Regions from separate parts of the Mus musculus genome. Here all the other regions are linked to region 3. The links are chromatin contacts, called in public HiChIP or PLAC-seq and promoter capture Hi-C maps. All regions are on one chromosome and are shown on one strand. Each heading gives the region's core, a stretch centred on a gene start, on an enhancer-like site or on the middle of the called end of the contact. The rest is flanking DNA. Distances are from core to core; before and after follow the strand shown. Region 1 holds the start of Neurl1b (neuralized E3 ubiquitin protein ligase 1B). Region 2 overlaps Itpr3 (inositol 1,4,5-triphosphate receptor 3). Region 3 holds the start of Atp6v0e (ATPase, H+ transporting, lysosomal V0 subunit E).

Evidence for each region. Promoter capture Hi-C pulls out the DNA fragments that hold promoters and counts their contacts. HiChIP or PLAC-seq counts read pairs in DNA pulled down with a chosen protein or histone mark.
Region 1: a promoter capture Hi-C map of the SN4741 cell line shows a contact between it and region 3, with 2.9 times the contacts expected there. The contact joins the promoter of Neurl1b here to the promoter of Atp6v0e in region 3. A contact is called at or near these places in 6 of 39 promoter capture datasets (the SN4741 cell line, embryonic stem cells, liver and 1 more), 5 of 115 datasets of contacts at active chromatin or transcription factors (bone marrow-derived macrophages, embryonic stem cells, epiblast stem cells and 1 more) and 4 of 9 other capture datasets (adipose tissue, liver, macrophages and 1 more).
Region 2: an H3K4me3 HiChIP or PLAC-seq map of bone marrow-derived macrophages shows a contact between it and region 3, with 2.6 times the contacts expected there. The contact joins the enhancer-like site here to the promoter of Atp6v0e in region 3. A contact is called at or near these places in 5 of 39 promoter capture datasets (the 3T3-L1 cell line, the SN4741 cell line, liver and 2 more) and 1 of 115 datasets of contacts at active chromatin or transcription factors (bone marrow-derived macrophages).

What each region holds. Positions count from the first base shown.
Region 1 is chr17:26,413,409-26,416,240 of GRCm38.p6, reverse strand. Neurl1b (neuralized E3 ubiquitin protein ligase 1B) reads right to left here and starts at 1,382. Exons shown (of 5, transcript NM_001081656.3): 1 at 1,246-1,382. The coding sequence starts at 1,276.
Region 2 is chr17:27,117,733-27,120,654 of GRCm38.p6, reverse strand. Itpr3 (inositol 1,4,5-triphosphate receptor 3) reads right to left here. Exons shown (of 58, transcript NM_080553.3): 52 at 2,730-2,922; 53 at 2,194-2,298; 54 at 1,983-2,110; 55 at 1,275-1,440; 56 at 627-787. Among named protein-coding and RNA genes, the nearest start is that of Uqcc2, 15 kb to the left of the region's middle. Within about 2 kb of position 1,269, at least 59 of the 459 cell types and tissues checked have an H3K27ac peak or open chromatin away from gene starts, as enhancers often do. A contact at or near this core is called in bone marrow-derived macrophages, where this site is marked.
Region 3 is chr17:26,675,143-26,678,392 of GRCm38.p6, reverse strand. Atp6v0e (ATPase, H+ transporting, lysosomal V0 subunit E) reads right to left here and starts at 1,997. Exons shown (of 4, transcript NM_025272.2): 1 at 1,815-1,997. The coding sequence starts at 1,918.

The sequences.
Region 1 (2,832 bases), core at 133-2,632, 260 kb after region 3:
CGGTGGCTGGGTCTCTTCAGCCTAGCAAGAAGCGGTTATCACTCTGTCTAGTACAGACCCAGGTTCCAAAGCCACCTCTGAAGCTGACCAGCCTGTGACTCCACCTGGCTGACCTTAGGAATGATCCAGTAAAAGCCACCCAGGGGCTTGTTAGTAGAAGGGGCTGTCTGTCTCCCCAGTGGTCCTTAGGTCTCAGGTTGGTCCAATCCCTTCCAGGGGAAGAGACAACTCTATTAGGATAACTGCCGGAGGAAGGGCTGTGGGGGTGTCAGAACAGAGATGGGGTGTCAGCTGGGCTGTGCTAAATCTGACCTACAGCCAACTTGCTTCTTCTCTGAACTACCCTCCCCCAACACACACACACACACACACACACACACACACAGAGAGAGAGAGAGAGAGAGAGAGAGAGAGAGAGAGAGAGAGAGAGAGAGAGAGCCTCTGCTTAAGGATGCTGCGAATGCCGAATGCCCAGTTTTATGCCCAAACACTTCTGAAGACTTGGGACACAGTGGGGGTGAGGGGCGGGGCAGACAGGCTGACAGGGCCCATGCAGTCTCCCACCACTGCCTGTCACCGGGTCATTTCTCCTGTACTGAGGTTAAACTTCTTGTGTAAAATCGGGGTGTCTTTTCTTAGGAGGACGATTCTTTGCAGACAGGCAGTGACAGCCTCGGCGCGCTGACATGTTCCACCATCACTAGGTATTTTCAGCGAGGCGTGGCGTCCCCCGGCCTCCGCACGCCCGCCCCACGCCCCTCGCCCACCGCCTTTCTCGGGTCTAGGAAATTCTAGGGCGCTTTTAACTAGGGGGCGATGCGCCCCACAGCAATGGCTCAGATGGGGCTGGGAGGGCCCCCAACAGAACGGACACCCGAACGGGGCGCAGCCGGGCGCGCGTGGGAACGCCGCCAAGAACTAGCACGTGTGCCGGGGGCGCCTGTGGACTGTACGCGGAGACCCGGGACACCCGCGCCCTGCAACCCCCCTGAAGGGTTCCGGCCGGGGGAAGCCCCGATACCTCCCTCCGGCTCGCTCATTAGCGACCTCCGGCTGGAACAAAGGCGTGGGGCGCACGGCCAAGGCCAGGAAAACCAGGAGGGGTCCGCACATCCCTGCAGGGGTGCGGCTCCGGGGCTCGGGCTCCGGCAACCAGGCTCTGGCTTGCACCCGGGCTCCGCGGCTGCGACGACCCGGGGAGGACCAGGCGCTCCGCGCCACTTCGGGGCGCGGCTCCGGGCGTACCTGGCAGGGTCCGGTGCACCGTGTTGCCCATCGCTACTCCGAGACTCGCGGCGCGGGGCTAGCTGGGCGGGCCGGGGGCCGCGGCCGGGCTGCGGGGCATTGCCGCTGCACCGGCGACCGGCGGGCGGCAGATGGGCGGCGCGGGCGGCGGCGGGAGGAGGCGGAGCCACCGGCCCGGGCGCGCCCGCCCCGCCCCCGCGCCCGCCACCAACCGTGCTTGGGCGGGGCTGGGGCCGCCGCCGCGTCTTTTGAAAGTTTGCACCGGTAGCGCGCTGGAGAGGCGGGGCTGGCCTCCTGCCCTCGTCGTTCCCGCGCGCACCGACCTTGCTCTTTTTGCCAATCGGGATGGGTCGCCGGGTGCCGAGTCCTTGTCCAGGCATTCGGCCACTTTGGGTGGTGCCTCGACTCAGGGACGACGCGCACACATGCAGGTCACGCCAGACAGTGTCAAGGGCTCCATGACAGTCCATCCAGGGTGAGATGGGGGTGGGGGGTAGGGATGGGGAACTTCTCCATCCCCTAGGCCGCATACCTAGGAGGAGAGACTTCAGTATGTAGTGGTTGTTTAGGGGGGGGGGCGGGACCCAGACTTGAGCTCACTGTGCCTTCTTCATTAAAGTACTGCCCACACCCTATGTACCAGGCCCTCTGCTGAGCCCCAGACGCAGTCCCTGCTCTCAAGGAAGAGAAAATTAGCAATCAAGATCACATAGTGGTCAAAACCAACAATAACATTGAAGTGTCAGATAGGGCCGGCTGAGGGTTTTTGAGAGAACGAGGTGGCATGTGAGGTGGGTAGTGTTGCCAGGAGGTACGAGGCGGCGGCGTTGGGGGGGGGGAGGGGGCTGAGAGGGGGAGGTGCATCCACTCCCACCGCATAAATCTTTTCTCAGAACCTTCCAGCCTTGGCTACTCTTCTATAAAAGGCCAGCTAGCCCATGCCACCCCTAGTCCAATTCACAGACTAACACACCAAGGTGGGGGAGGTGTAATGACTCTGTGAGGAGACCCAGTCCCTAACCATTACTTTCAGACTCCCATACTCAGTACTCTCGTCAGTTTAGGAAGCAGGGTTATTACCTCCACAGCACAGACAGGGTAAACCGAGGGTCAGTGGGTAGACGAGATGTCCAAACCTATCTCCCAGTGGCTGAGGGCAAGCTCCCTCTGAAACGGAGTAAAAAGAGGTGCTCAGAGGACCGCCTCCTGCCTTGGTTTCTCGTTGTCCTCAGACTCTCCTCTGTTGTTCCCCAGGAAGCCATGGCCAGACCTATTCTGTACTGAGTTTCTAATTCTCAATTACAAGTGCTCTCAGTTATTTAAAATTTCACCCCAAACTCTGGTGGGCAAAGGTACTTTAGCTGGGTAGGCCTTCACTCTGTATGACCCTGGGGTCCTTAGAGAGGTCGCCATTGCTATAAAAGGAGTTGAGGAATTTCACTTAGATAAAATGGCTCAGGGCAACAGGACTTTGTGGCGGCAGGGTGGGGAAGCTGCTGTTAAAAAGCCACTTTCAGAGCACTCCAGCAAGTGGCTGTGTTTCAGTCACCTCCCCAGATGTTCGCTGCAGCCACTGAACCCACCGCA
Region 2 (2,922 bases), core at 20-2,519, 440 kb before region 3:
GGGGAGCCTCTGAAAGAAGGGAAGCCATGCTTCCCGAGATAGAGAAGCAGGGGAGAAGGGCTCGAGCCAAGCAGTTTGCTGGTTCCCTGTCACAACTGTGAATTCTCAGACCAACAGTTAAACCTCTCTAGACCAAACTCGGCACTGCCACAGTGACTAGAAATTAGGAGGATTATGTTTTAATTCCTCTAAGCCTGGTATTTTTAAGCTGCTCCAGGCTTTCTCTCTGACTGGGACAATGTTGACTTTAGGAAGCTGTTCTCCCATGCTGTGCTTTCTAAAAGAGGTCCTGTGGGGAATCTACATCCCTCAGTGGGGTCTCCCCACTCCACTGCCCAACCCCCCAACTGCTGCTGTGCAGGGGTGAGGGGGGAAGCTGGTTCACCACGCTTCTCTGGGGCTGACAGATTCATTGCATGTTTGCTTTCTCCATATAGCAGGAGTGTGGGTCCACCCACGGGTGGTGGTGGCCAGCAGGGCTTTGCACAGTGAGGGCTGGCCCCAGCTGCTCCTCACTCCTTGGCTGACCCCACAAGCCACTGCAGCTGCCACCCCTCAGGCCAAGGCCAGCAGCTGTTGTGCCTCCTCCCAGGTGTCAATGAGCCCGGGCGCACGGACACCCTCACCTTGATCATCTGAGCCACATAGCTCTCGGGGCCGGTGTAGTCTGTCTTGTTCTTGACTCGGACCAGTACAATGAAGTACAGGTAGTTCCACATGTTATGCTCCAGTTTGATGTGCTCCTCGAAGGACACTGTCTTGTTGTCAAACTTGTCCCTCTCCAGACCTGGGGGCAGAAGGAGGGCCACCACTGAGGACCACCATGGGGACTGCTCCTAACAGCTCTCCTGGGTGATGCGGGTCACTGTTCAAGCTCCAATGCTTAGTGGTGGGGACACCACCGCACGTGGCTGCAGCCCTCCTGCAGAGAAAGCGCTAGGGACTCTGGGAACATCAGGATTACCTGAGCCCAGCAGTGACAGTGACAGCTGGGTCAACAGCATGGCCTGCCAGGTGAGCCCTGCTCTCTGGGCCCTGGCCACTGGTGAGGACATGACTGGATTCAGAAGGAGCAATGGACTAAAACCAGAAGCCTGAGACCACAGTGGCATCAAGTTCCTCTCCTGGAAGGCCGAGGGCTCAAAGCAGTGGCTTCTTGGGCCCCAGTGATCCACCTCAGGCCAGGTCAGCAAGGGTGGGACTGGGTGCCATGGCTCAGATGCCTCCAGCCATGCAGTGGGAAGCCAACAGCCGAGCTAGGAAGTGAGCCTCACCACAGATGAAGCACGTGGTCTTAAGGATTTCCTCTTTCTTCTGCTTCTCGCTGCGCAGATCGGCAAAGGTGTCGATGATCACCCCAAAGATGAGGTTCAACACGATGATGATGACGATAAAGAAGAACAGAAGGTCATACACCACTCTGGCTGGGAAGAGCGACTCCTGCAGAGCACGGGGACACCGTGAGGACAGAATCACCGCAAGCCCCCGAGAGAGACAACAGACAACAGTGACCCCCAGCTGCCAACCAGAAAGATGCCACCAGCTAACATTTAGAAACGGCTGACCAGGAGGAAGCCCTTACAAGTTTGTTGCGTGTGGCAAGTCCTGCTACAAAACAGGGCTTGTTTCTGCCTCTAACTTGGTTAAGGGGGATGGGGGGCAGCTGCGAGCTCCCGGATCAGCAGCCCGGATGCCGCGCCTCTCACATTCCAGAACCTTGGTCTAAGCCAGAGATCAGTGATGGACACAGCTTGGCCGCCCAAGCCAAACTGAGGCTCCACCTTGTCCTCCCTCTCTAGGCTGAGGAAGCCACTGACTGCTGATGGCCCACACCTCCCCAAGCCTCAGAGCCAAGACTGGTTGCCGTGGTGACCCTTGTAGCCTCTACAGTGTGCTGGGGTGGGAAGCTGATAGCTCTGGACAGTGTCACAGAAACTGGCTGGGTGTGGGAGCATCCACGGGACGGGTGGGAAGGTGCTCACATCTTTGGAGGGCTTGCGGAGGATGTCGCCCACGCCACCACCGTTCCTCAGTCCGTGGTTCATGACGGTCACGATACACATAAGTAGAGTGTCACAGGCCCGCTCCGTGCTATCGGGCTCCTCGTCCTCTGCGGGTGGTCAGTATGTTCGGACCCGGGGCTGCCCATTCCACCCCACCCACCCCATCCTATCCTGTAGACGCCGGTCTCACCTTCTAGGATCTCAGGCACTGAGACCTCAGAGACACAGTCCATCTTGTCCCCACTACATGTGCCCATAAATGTGGCAGCTCCGTGTGGCATCCCCAGGGGGCTGGCTAGAGAAGACAGCAACAAGGTCACAAGGATCCCAATGTCTGTCTGACCATAGTGTTTCTCTAGTCTGTCCCAGGAAGCCGCTCCTGGCCCTGCTGGCTCACACAGAGACTGTCACACAGATAGTAGGGTCTCTGACTCTGGACCCAACACCCAGGCAGCCCCTGCAGACACCAAGCTCTGCACGAATGACAGATGCAAATCAAGCCAGAGGCTGTCAAGGCTCTGCCCACCCTTCTGACTGCATCGAGCTCACAGGCATGCATGGGGGTGCAGGTTGACGTAGGCTAGACCTCCCCAAAATCCAACAGGAAGAAGGCAGGAGCTTGGAGGACTAAGCACGCCCTGTCGCCCTATCTGGTGTCGCCACCAGTCACCTGTGCGTGTCCACTGTCACCCCACACACCCACCCCAGAAAGGAAGTCCCCAAGACCTCTGGAGTGGTTCCCGGGCAGCCGGTCCACCTCCAGGATGAAGTCGTCCTTGAGGAAGAGGAAGCCCACGATGGAGAAGAGGTACACAAGGATGAGGGCCAGCAGGGCGGTCAGTAGGATGGAGCGGCCATTGCGGGTCACACTCTTGATGACATTAAACAGCGTCTCCTCTCGGTAGATGAGGTCAAAGAG
Region 3 (3,250 bases), core at 748-3,247:
TGTGGTGAGCACCAGGGGTTTCATTACTCTGCATAACAGGAGGGGCACCTGATGCCAGGATGGGGAGAACAGAGTTTTAAGAAAGGAGTGGCCCAAACTAGGCACGTTAATGAAAGCTATTCTGGGATGAAGGCCAGAAAGACAGACAGTGGTGGAACGGAACAGGGTTGGTTTAAACACAACAGAGACATTTTGTTGTCTAACTCCAAGAGGAAAAAAAAAGTGTCTAAATGGACTCAGTACTCAGTTACTACAAATTACTTTGATAACTGCAGAGCCCAGATACCACATCAGCTGCTGTAAACCGCAGATGACGCTGTAGGACTGTTACTGAGAAGTGGAGCCTCCCTGATGCTTGCAAAGGACAGATATTCACCTATCATTTCCCTTTCAAAAGCCATTTAATTGCGACCTGGAGAGATGGCTCTTTGGTTAAGTACACTTGCTCTTCCAGAAGACCTAGATTCAAGTCCCAGCACCCACGTGACAGCTAATGACCATCTGTAACTCCAATTCCAAGGGATCCAAATGCCTCTGTGGACATTGCACGCATGATGCCCTTACATACATGCAGCTATACACTTATATACATAAAATAATACATACATCTTTAAAAGTGCTTTCTTAGGCTAATAGAAAAAACACTGTTAAAAGTCAGTGTATTCCAGACAGTAATAGAAGCCAATATCACAAAACAGTAAAACTTCAGCTGGGCGTGGTGGCGCACACCTTTAATCCCAGCACTTGGGAGGCAGAGGCAGGTGGATTTCTGAGTTTGAGCTAGCCTGGTCTACACAGTGAGTTCCAGGATGGCCAGGGCTACACAGAGAAACCTTATCTTGACCCCCCCCCCAAACAAACAAACAAACCCCCCAAAGCCCCCCCAAAACAAAGAAACCCACAGTAAAACTTTCTCTAATCAAAATGGCCCACTCAGTAAACATTGTCTACTCTACAAAGTGTTGTGGAGCTAAACACTATGTACCCACCATTCAGTGTCTAACCATTAAAGCAAGAGACGTTTCTGACACACTACTACTTAAGATCAAGTGTCACCTCCACATGATCTTGAGTGAGAGGGAAAAAATTACTTAATTCAAAAGAGGAACTAGAAAGAGGGTGCCCTAGGCTCCTCTGAAAAGGTTTGTTTTTACACTGCAATACAGAAGTTTATCTCCAAACAGAGAAAACGGTATTCTGCAAACCTTAGATGGGGGAATGAAAATCTTGGCCAACCACTGTAAATACTGTTTACAAGTAAGGGCAGGAGCGCCCTGGAAGGTATGACGCAGAGGTTTCTACACAATGCCTTCAGCTCTGGGTGATTTAACCTCGTTTAGATCAGGCTCACCCTGGCTTGGGTTGGGCCCACTAGCTGCAAAGGCTGAACTTAACGCTCTGCATCAAGCTTGTCTGAGTCCGAAACTGCGACAGCAAGGGGGCGAGAGGGAGATTTCTGTTCTCAGATCCCTTTCTTTGAGGTTTAGGCAAAAAGCCTCCCGTGCATCAAAGACAGAACCAAAGCAGCGACAGTGGCTTGGGAGGCGCCCTAATTTCTCTTCAGTCGAAGTGCACACTTTTAGTCCATCAAGACAAAAAGCACTCCCTAAAATTCACTTCCGGGAGGGGCCGCCAAAGGTGACCTCACCCTCCAGCCGGGGACGTTGACAGGCTCTGAGGAGCGCATGCGGTCCTCCCCTCTGTGGTCCACCCCGCCTCATCCTCCCGCCGTAGTCCTCCACGTACGATCCTTCTCTCCGTGATCCTCCCACCGGGGTCCTCCGCTCCCACCACCTTGGACCTGGCGCACTTACCCCCGGTTAGGACCCTTGGGGATAAACCAGGGCACGAGGAGGCCCACGAAGCCCCAGAACACGCTCATCACGATCAAAGGCACAGTAAGGCCGTGGTATGCCATGCCTGCGCCCCAGCAGCCGAATCGGTCCGGAGCCTCGCTCTCGTCCCACCCGGAAGTGTCAACAGAGGCTCACGTGATCGGCGCGCTAAAGCCCCGCCCTTTGCGCGCGGCGTGACTCGACCGTCGGACTCCGCCCCTTAGACTAGAGCCCCGCCCTTACCTGGCTAGTCTCAAGGCTGTGGTTCCATGGGGCTTGACTGAGATGAACCTCCAGCCACCGGGGAGGGGACCAGCAGAGTTTTCTGGAAAGAACTTAGGCCCATTTTGGTGATGTGTCATTTACAGTTTTATCTATATTTTACGCGCAGACATAAATAAGTAAAACCTACAATAGTGGACTACTGTTCTAGAGTCTTGTATGCTAGGCTCCTGCTTTGCATTCTTCCATAGCCCATGAACTACTCACAATCGCCATCTCTGCTGCAAGTGAAGAATCACAGTCGCATTGTAAGTAACTTCACGGTTGTAAGGCTCTTAATCGTTGGTGCTGCTGTGTGTCTTGTACAGAGTGCCAGGGTCTGAGTTACAGAAGTAAATCTGACAGCCATCTGAGAGAGGTCACATCTCCAGAGAAGATGGACAGCTGAGGATGACCAGGCCCTACTTTGCATTCCCGCCAGTTGTCACAACAGTTTCAATAAGAATAGGAATTATCGGGGCTGGTGAGATGGCTCAGCAGGTAAGAGCACCCGACTGCTCTTCCAAAGGTCCTTAGTTCAAATCCCAGCAACCACATGGTGGCTCACAACCATCTGTAACAAGATCTGATTCCCTCTTCTGGTGTGTCTGAAGACAGCTACAGTGTACTTACATATAATAAATAAATAAATCTTAAAAAAAAAAAGAATAGGAATTATCACCGGGCATCGTGGAACACGCCTTTAATCCCAGCACTCAGGAGGCAGAGGCAGGCAGATTTCTGAGTTCGAAGCCAGCCTGCTCTACAGAGTGAGTACCAGGACAGCCAGGGCTACACAGGGAAACCCTGTCTCGAAACAAACAAACAAACAAACAAGAATAGGAATTAGCCAGAAATATCATTGTGGCTCGCCAGAATTGTAGGCTCATTGCACCATGAACTTCCTGAGACACAGAGGAGGGGAGCAATTCTTGGAGGTTTTTTTTTCCCTTGGGGCCAGGGACTTGCTATGAGGAACACAACAGCTCCCAAATGCTGGGATTGCCAGTGAAGCACCATGCTGAGCTGAGGTTGGTTTTGCAGAAGCTTGCAGACAGAGCAAGATGAAAAGGGAGATCTGGCAGCTGAATCCAGTGTGCTGGCTGTGGATCCATTTCCCCGTAGTAGCCACCTCTCCTGATTTCTTCATCAAG